Regions from separate parts of the Hordeum vulgare genome. Here region 2 is linked to region 1. The links are chromatin contacts, called in public Hi-C maps. All regions are on one chromosome and are shown on one strand. Each heading gives the region's core, a stretch centred on a gene start, on an enhancer-like site or on the middle of the called end of the contact. The rest is flanking DNA. Distances are from core to core; before and after follow the strand shown.

Region 1 (3,705 bases), core at 740-3,239:
TTCTTTACCTGGACAGTGAAATGGAACTCGTGATGGATGGTTCCCAGATAGTCAGCAACCTCTCTCGCGGCCTTCAGGTCAGGTGACCCCTACAATGTTCAGCAACATGTTAGAATCATCAGAATTCCATGGTTCTTGAATAAGAAGAAAGAGTAGGACAAAAACATGTGAAGAAAAACAAACCTCCAGGCCAACGACAAAGGAGTGGAGCTCAGTTCCAAACTTCTTGGCGGCTTCAGTCTCGATGAGATGGCGCTTGGTCACAGAGGCGACGAGGGAGGAGTCGAGGCCACCGGAGAGGAGAACGCCGAAGGGCACGTCAGTCATGAGCCTCTTGATGACGGCCTACAAAACAAAACAGCACACATGGACATGGTCGATTCCACTGTCAGTCACCATCACCATCACACTACCTACCTACCGTACACAAAAGATAAAACTCAAGCAATTATCGCGTGGTACTCCGGTCAGCGTGGTATGCACCTTCTCGAATGCCTCCCTGAGGACGAGGGGCTGGTACGGCGTCGCCGGGACGTGCTCGGCGAACCACTGTGGGTTGTACCACCGCCGGAACCCTCCGGCGGCGCTCGAGTACAGGTTCCCCGGAGGGAAGAGCTCGAACGTTGGGCAGTCCTCGTGGAGCGCCTTCATCTCAGACGCAATCCAGACGGAGCCTGTGAAAGCACACAAGACAAATAAGTCCCAGTCCAGACGTGAAGAATCCGTGGTGACGGACTGACGGTTGAAACTGGCGTACCGTCGCTGCCTCGGCCGAAGTAGAGGGGGTTGACGCCGACGGCGTCGCGTGCTGCCATGTACGTCTTGTTGCGGGTGTCGTACAGTACGAAGGAGAAGACTCCGTCCAGCATGTTGACGAAGTTCTCGCCGTACTCCTCATACTTGAGACAGCAGCAGGAGCAGAGATGAGGGTCGGCGTCAGTATTCAGTTTTGTTTTCTTGCTTTTTTTTCTTTACAATTTCGAACCTAAATTCGGCCGCTGGAAACCGGAACAATCTCGCTTACCAGAGGGATTATGACCTCGCAGTCGCTGCCGGTGGTGAAGGTGTGCTTGGCGGCGAACTGCTTCCGGATCTTCTTGTGGTTGTAGATTTCTCCATTGGCCTTTTTCATCAACGAACAGTTAGAAAACGATAGGCGATGGAGAAGAGAGAAGAGTCTACTCGCACGACGTGGCAAACAGACGACGCGTACAGGTACAAGGAAGAGCACACATATATGCATACCACGACGACGACGGTACGGTCCTCGTTGTAGAGGGGCTGGTCACCGGAGAGCGGGGAGACGACAGCGAGCCGCTGCTGCGCCAGGAAGTTGCCCTCGCACTGGAACAGCCCGGACCAGTCCGGTCCCCTGTGCTTCAGCCTGCATCGTCATCATACCGAGCCCAACACGTACGTCAAAATCCACCACAAGCCGTGCCGCGAACAGAGCAATCATCAGATAACAAGTAAGCGGAGGGGGCTTAGGCTTAAGGAAGAGGAAGATTCCTGTGCTGGCTTTCAGATCTGCCCTTACTGTTCGATTCTTTCAGGGCACATATATGCAAAAACGACAAGAAACGCAAACGAGGACAAAACAGGAATTGGACGATCCTGCTTAGGTTCTTTCTGGCAAGTTGAAGAACAATTGTAAAAGGTATCTACACATATTATCAACGACATTTTTGTTTTCATGAGGATCGACGCAAGAACCTCAAGATCATGTCAACGGCACCCACGGGCGGGCATTAGAGCCGGAGGCTAGGGATTTGAAGAGGGGGCAGGAGATGCATGGGCAGGTGCTTGCCTGCGGGAGCACGAGAGGACGCGAGCCCTCTTAGCCTGCGACGAGTCGGCGCAGCCGAGGACGGCCAGAATCCCACACATGGTGGACGCGGCGACGGACGACGCGGGGTTCGGGGGGCGGATGAGGTTGAAGAAGAGGAAGGAGGAGTGAATGATGCTCGTGTTGAGAGAGAGAGAGAGAGAGAGATGCGGGAATTAGCGGATGCGCGCGCCGTATTTATAGCCGATCCGCGCGGCTCCGGGGCCTCGCGTCTGCTCTCCTCTCCTCCCTGCGGGGACACGTGGCGGCTGTCGGTTGGGAGGGTTCCGTGCGCGGCGGGAGTTTATCCCCTCCCGGATGCAGCGTCGCCGAGTCAGCGTGGGCCCCGCCGCCCGCGTCAGCGCCGGTGGGTGCCGTCGGATCTACGATCCACGGCGGCTGCGAGGGCCCCGGAGGCCGGATTCACCAACGGCCGGCTGTGCTTCGCTTTGCTTTGCTTTGCCGCGGTGTGCCTGGTTTAGGCTTTTTTCCCCCTCGTGTGGTGTGATGGGTGATGCCAACGACGCCATTATTGGGAGCATCTCGGATGTGATTAACATATTCAGGGGTGTTCATTTCTATTTCTGAACGCGGACGTTTTCTGATGCTGCCAAGATTCGATGAATCCGCCCCTGGTTGTTTTTTCACTCCTAGCAATCTTTAAACGATTCTTATGGTGTTTGGTTGTATTGATCATGGATGGCAAATTTCCTTACCAAGCATGACAAATCTGTCCAGTTCATTTTTGCCAGGATTTTGCCGTGCTTGCTGAACAAATTTGTCATCCTTTGAACAATAGAAATTGCCATGATAATCTTCGTTTTGCCATGTCTTCCTAGAGAATGTCAGCACAATAGTGTTTCCCCTAAATCTACTCCTAGCTACCTTATTATTTATGTTTATTTTCTTGTTTAGGATAACACACATTTTTATTATCTTAGAACTGTAAGCTTTTATGTAGCTTTATTTATGTTGTACATAAACCCCTTATCATCTCACGCTTAATAGATGGTGATTGGCATGAAACATACACAATCCCCTTTTACCTCTTCTTTGTCTAGCTAGATTATATGGAATGGCCAATGAGCAACTTAATTCGGTTCGTGACCAGGTTTACTCATGTCGTTAGGCCCACCGGAGTGAAAGTGTGAAGGAACCAGAACCAGAAACAGACTGTTCTCTAGGTGTAAAAAACAAGAGTTTTGATTCTCTCTCGATTTATAAAACTGACAAAAGAAACTGTGTTATACTCGCGCAATGACGCGGCAACTATTGGTATCCTCTCCTCTTTTGAGTTTTCCCTCCCGTGAGGTATCAACGCTAGGTGATACATTGCCTGGAACTGAAGACAAATCTAGCCCATAAAAGAGGGATTGTACTACATTACAAATTTGTCACTTACTTTTTTCGATTTAGGGAGACTATGCCTCATCTGAAATCAAATATATTAGGATATCTTCAACCCTCACCTTCAAATCGCACACCATATGGACACTCGTGTGGCAGCCGGCCATCCAAAGCAAATTTCAACATAAACTTAAATTAATTATTTTTATCAAACATGACGGACTTCAGCATAGTAGGAACGTAACATACATAAAACAAACAACATTTTGACCGTTTAACAAGAAAATAAAAAATAGGAGGCTGGTTTTTAAAGGACGACGACCTCGTACGCGTGGCCGGTCGCCCACCATTGCCGTTCGTGTTGTTGTCGTCATCATCCTTTCATCGGCGGAAGGGCATGGGACCGCGACACACTTGCCCGGCCGCCGCCAAGAGCTTGGGGACGATACATTCCACTTGCTCAAGCGTCGTGTCGAAGGTCGTCGTGGCCAATGCTGACCTCGACTGTGGTGCCTTGGATGTAGCCTTGGCCC
Region 2 (3,705 bases), core at 771-3,270, 450 kb after region 1:
TGAGACACAATATTTGTTCTTAGCTCTATCATCTACAAAGGTCCACCCTACTGATTTAAGATAGCACTTTGCAGACTCCCGTTTGGCACGAGCACTTATCCTGTCATTGTTGCGATAGTATGAGATGAATTCTAACATGGTCCGGCAGATAGCAGCTGATGTGGAATCCAGCTTATCCGAGACAATGGGCTCAACATTCTTATTTTGAAAGGCAGCAGATGTTGAAGTTTCTGCTGATCTACAAGAATCTCTTGTTTGATTTCCATCTTGGGGAGGTCTGTCACATACAGACTGTAATTCTGCAATAAGGGCTGCAAGTGATCCCTCCCAAAAAGATTCTGTTCCACACATCCACATATTGTCTCCTGACGTCAAGGAAAGAATTGATCTCAGGTCATACCATATCTGCCTGACTGATACAGGTAAACCAGCTTTCTCTTCATGTGACATAAGCATTTGGAGAAACGACCAGATTCCGCGCGGTTTCCATGTTCCAGTAACTTCATCCCAGTCCTGAGTACGGCGTAGCTGATCGACTGCCATAATGCGTTCATCACCTTCATCAGGAAAAAAGACCTTCCTCTGCATGGAGCCTTCAGCGTGATCAGCAATGACACCCTCCCAGTAGGATCCTTCCACTAGTGCATCAACCCACAGTCCATAGCTTGCATCAGATATCTGCAGCGGTTGATGTGGATGCACGGGTCTTATTTTTCCACGAGTGGATCCCTGAGCCGCACTTGACTTGCCATCGATAGCATCTGACACCTCAACTCTCTCAATAAGAGGTGACCCGCCATCATTGTCATCAACAAAATCGACATATCTTACAGAGCGGAAGTTGTCCAAAGTTTCAATTACAACAGCCTGGTGCCATGATCCGCATAGCCCTCGATCAAAACTGAAGACCTGCGGAACAGAAATATATCAGTGAATCTACTCACATTCACAAGTATGAGAGTTTTCATAGTGAGATTGCAAAAGAAAAAAGGATAGTAACATTTCCAACACGCATCGGTAGTGGTGATAAATGATAACAATGAATCCGTAGGAAGGACATTTTACAGATGATGCCATTGGTTGACCATGGTTCATGGACAAAGTACACTCATTAGGTGCGTGCGAAATAACGCCTCACTTCCTATTTTTCTTTTGCGTTCCTACTAAACCAATACAATTCTACACATTTCAAGCACTGGCACTCGACAAAGAAGGATACTTGGTGTGCGCGAGACAGCAAAACAATCAAGAAAAATGCTACTGCAAAATGACACTTGGATGAGAGGCCAATAATAACATTCAGTCAGTCGAGCACTAACCACGAACCCATGATTCAGAACAATTTTCCAGGCGGGTATACCAACAAAGCAAGGATCTTTTAGCATGTCACTACATCGGCAGACTGATTAGGCGACTGGCACACATGCAGGCGCAACCATGCACTGACTAACGCGATTACTTAACAAGAAGTTCATCGCAGATTGACCCAAACATGCTATTTGTGCCGACAGTCTTAAATCATTTAGACAGATGCCAGCTCAATAGCTCCCATCTGCACACGATTATCGCGCAAAACAGCAATCACCGGCGCGTTCTACCGAAACTAACCACATTAGCACAGGTCATCTGACGAAGGCGGGACTCTGTTCAGAGCCAACCACACTAGACTAGACTACAGGGGAGACACGGGAGGTCAAACCCAGGCGAGCCAGGCGCGCAGGAGCAATGCGTGGCCCGCCCGGCGATGACGGCGGTGCGGATTTCGACTTGGCTGACCTCGACGTGGTCGCCCGGAAGAAGCTTCCGCTCCCCCGCGGCGGCGACAGGGGACGGCTGGCGCCTCCGCTTCGGGATCCCCCGCGGCATTGCGGGCGCCGCGAGCGGCGACGGACGGCCTCGGATTCGAGAGCCGGGCGGCGGCGGCGGTGGTTGGGGGAGGGGGAGGAGGCGGAATCCAGGTGGGGGGAGGTGGATACAGAGGAGGAGGAGGAGGGGACGGGTTTAATGGAGGGGTTATTTTTACAGCACTCGGCCGGTGCTGCTAGTATTGGGTAATTAACGCCGGCGTTAATAGCCCGGTAATTCACTTATATTACGGCAAGAAAATCCGCCCTTGATTTGCTATTTGAGTCTTGGCAGTTAATGAGGTTTGTGAAGATGTAACACTTGCCAAAAAAAAAAAAGGCGGTGATTTGGTCACAGGATTTTAGGCAAGTCGTAGCGTTTGCATGTACAGTATACCGATATCTTTGTCTTCCAGTTTCCTTCCGTTTTGGCAAGTAGATGACAGACTTTACTGTGTTTTGATCCTGGGAGTGAAAGCTGGGATATTTGGGAATGCGTTGCGTGTGATGTTTACTGCAGGGTTTAAGGTCGCCCCGCCCGTCCTTGGGTTTCCACTGGCCTTTGTCCCGCCGCTGCAGCGAGGGCGTGTGAATGGCCGTCATCGAGCTCAGCTCACACACAAGAACTCAACTTGTTTAGTCTTTAAAATACTTGCTTCGTTTCAGAATAAGTATCACAAAAATTGTATTAGGTTAGTATAAATTTTATACTGGATCGACGATATTTATTTTGGTACGAGGAATTATTTCTTGAGACAAATTTGGAGCGTTACTAGTAGGTTGGCGTGAGGCACAGCCAGTATAGCATCTGCGCACGGCTCGGAGCGAACAGTACCTGATCTTAGCTGCAGCCTCGTCTTTACTTGGAGAATCGTCCAAAGATAACGCAGGTGTGCAACACGTGAGTGCGCCAACCGCTGCTGTGAAGCTAAATGCCGAAGGGCCGTCCTTTCTTTTGGAGAAAGAAGGGGAAGGACCGCCACCTTGACCATCCCTCCCTCTCTGTATGGGCTCGAACGGGTATCATATCAGCTCACTCCTCCCTGTCTTGGACGAATTGCCAAGATGGTGATGAACTTCATCGGGGAACATGGTGAAAGAGAATAAAAAGAAGGGCCTTTTTTATTTTTCATACAAGAGGCAACGCACCCCGCGCGAGTCATGACTCGAGGGCGGGCTGGTTGGCTGCACACTTACGCGCTGTTTTTTTATCACATTTAAATGTGCATATACTTCAACAATTGATAATATGTGTGTTATAATTTGGTTGATTAGTTATTATTTCTTATTGTCACTGTGTTGCTTCTAGTTTAAACATGACATATTTTGATAAACTGTATTAGATGGCGCCAACTAATCTTAGATGTCAGCGGACATTTGCAACCTGCACAAAAAAACCAGTGAAGCCTAGGTAAGTTTAACATGCCTTCTCATATTTTGAAGAAATGGAAAAACCATGTTTGCTAATTTAAGCTATTTGATATAGATTTCATATATTTTGACAACCTCGAATATTCTGATACATTCAGAATTTGTAGCATATGTGTGAAGGTAAATGTCAAATTCCTGGTTAATCAAAGTGGTGATAACCTTCACTTCATTCTTATGGACAAAACTGCAAGTCTCCAGCATGTCGGATTGTTAAAATAAACATATGGTTACCATCATCTAACATTTTTTTAAACAATTCTAAGGGTGCCAAAATTAAAGCTATTGTATCTGGAAAAGATTTAGTGAATAGATTCAATCTTACATTGCACATGGGGAGGAACTACATCATTCATGGTGTTACTGTGCGTCCTAACTTTGAAGAACTGGGGTGTAGATACATTCAACACACATATGAGTGTTCCTTCAGTAC

What was found. A called contact is a pair of places that touch in the nucleus more often than the background predicts.
Region 2: a Hi-C map of seedling shows a contact between it and region 1, with 2.4 times the contacts expected there. The contact joins the promoter of LOC123448914 here to the promoter of LOC123448911 in region 1. A contact is called at or near these places in 2 of 6 Hi-C or Micro-C datasets (leaf and seedling).

The regions. Positions count from the first base shown.
Region 1 is chr4H:450,879,362-450,883,066 of MorexV3_pseudomolecules_assembly, forward strand. LOC123448911 (asparagine synthetase [glutamine-hydrolyzing] 1) reads right to left here and starts at 1,990. Exons shown (of 12, transcript XM_045125950.1): 1 at 1,808-1,990; 2 at 1,246-1,384; 3 at 1,025-1,123; 4 at 758-899; 5 at 484-674; 6 at 184-345; 7 at 9-89. The coding sequence starts at 1,887.
Region 2 is chr4H:451,334,105-451,337,809 of MorexV3_pseudomolecules_assembly, forward strand. It overlaps LOC123448914, which reads right to left and starts at 2,021. Exons shown (of 11, transcript XM_045125953.1): 1 at 1,777-2,021; 2 at 1-909. The coding sequence starts at 1,866.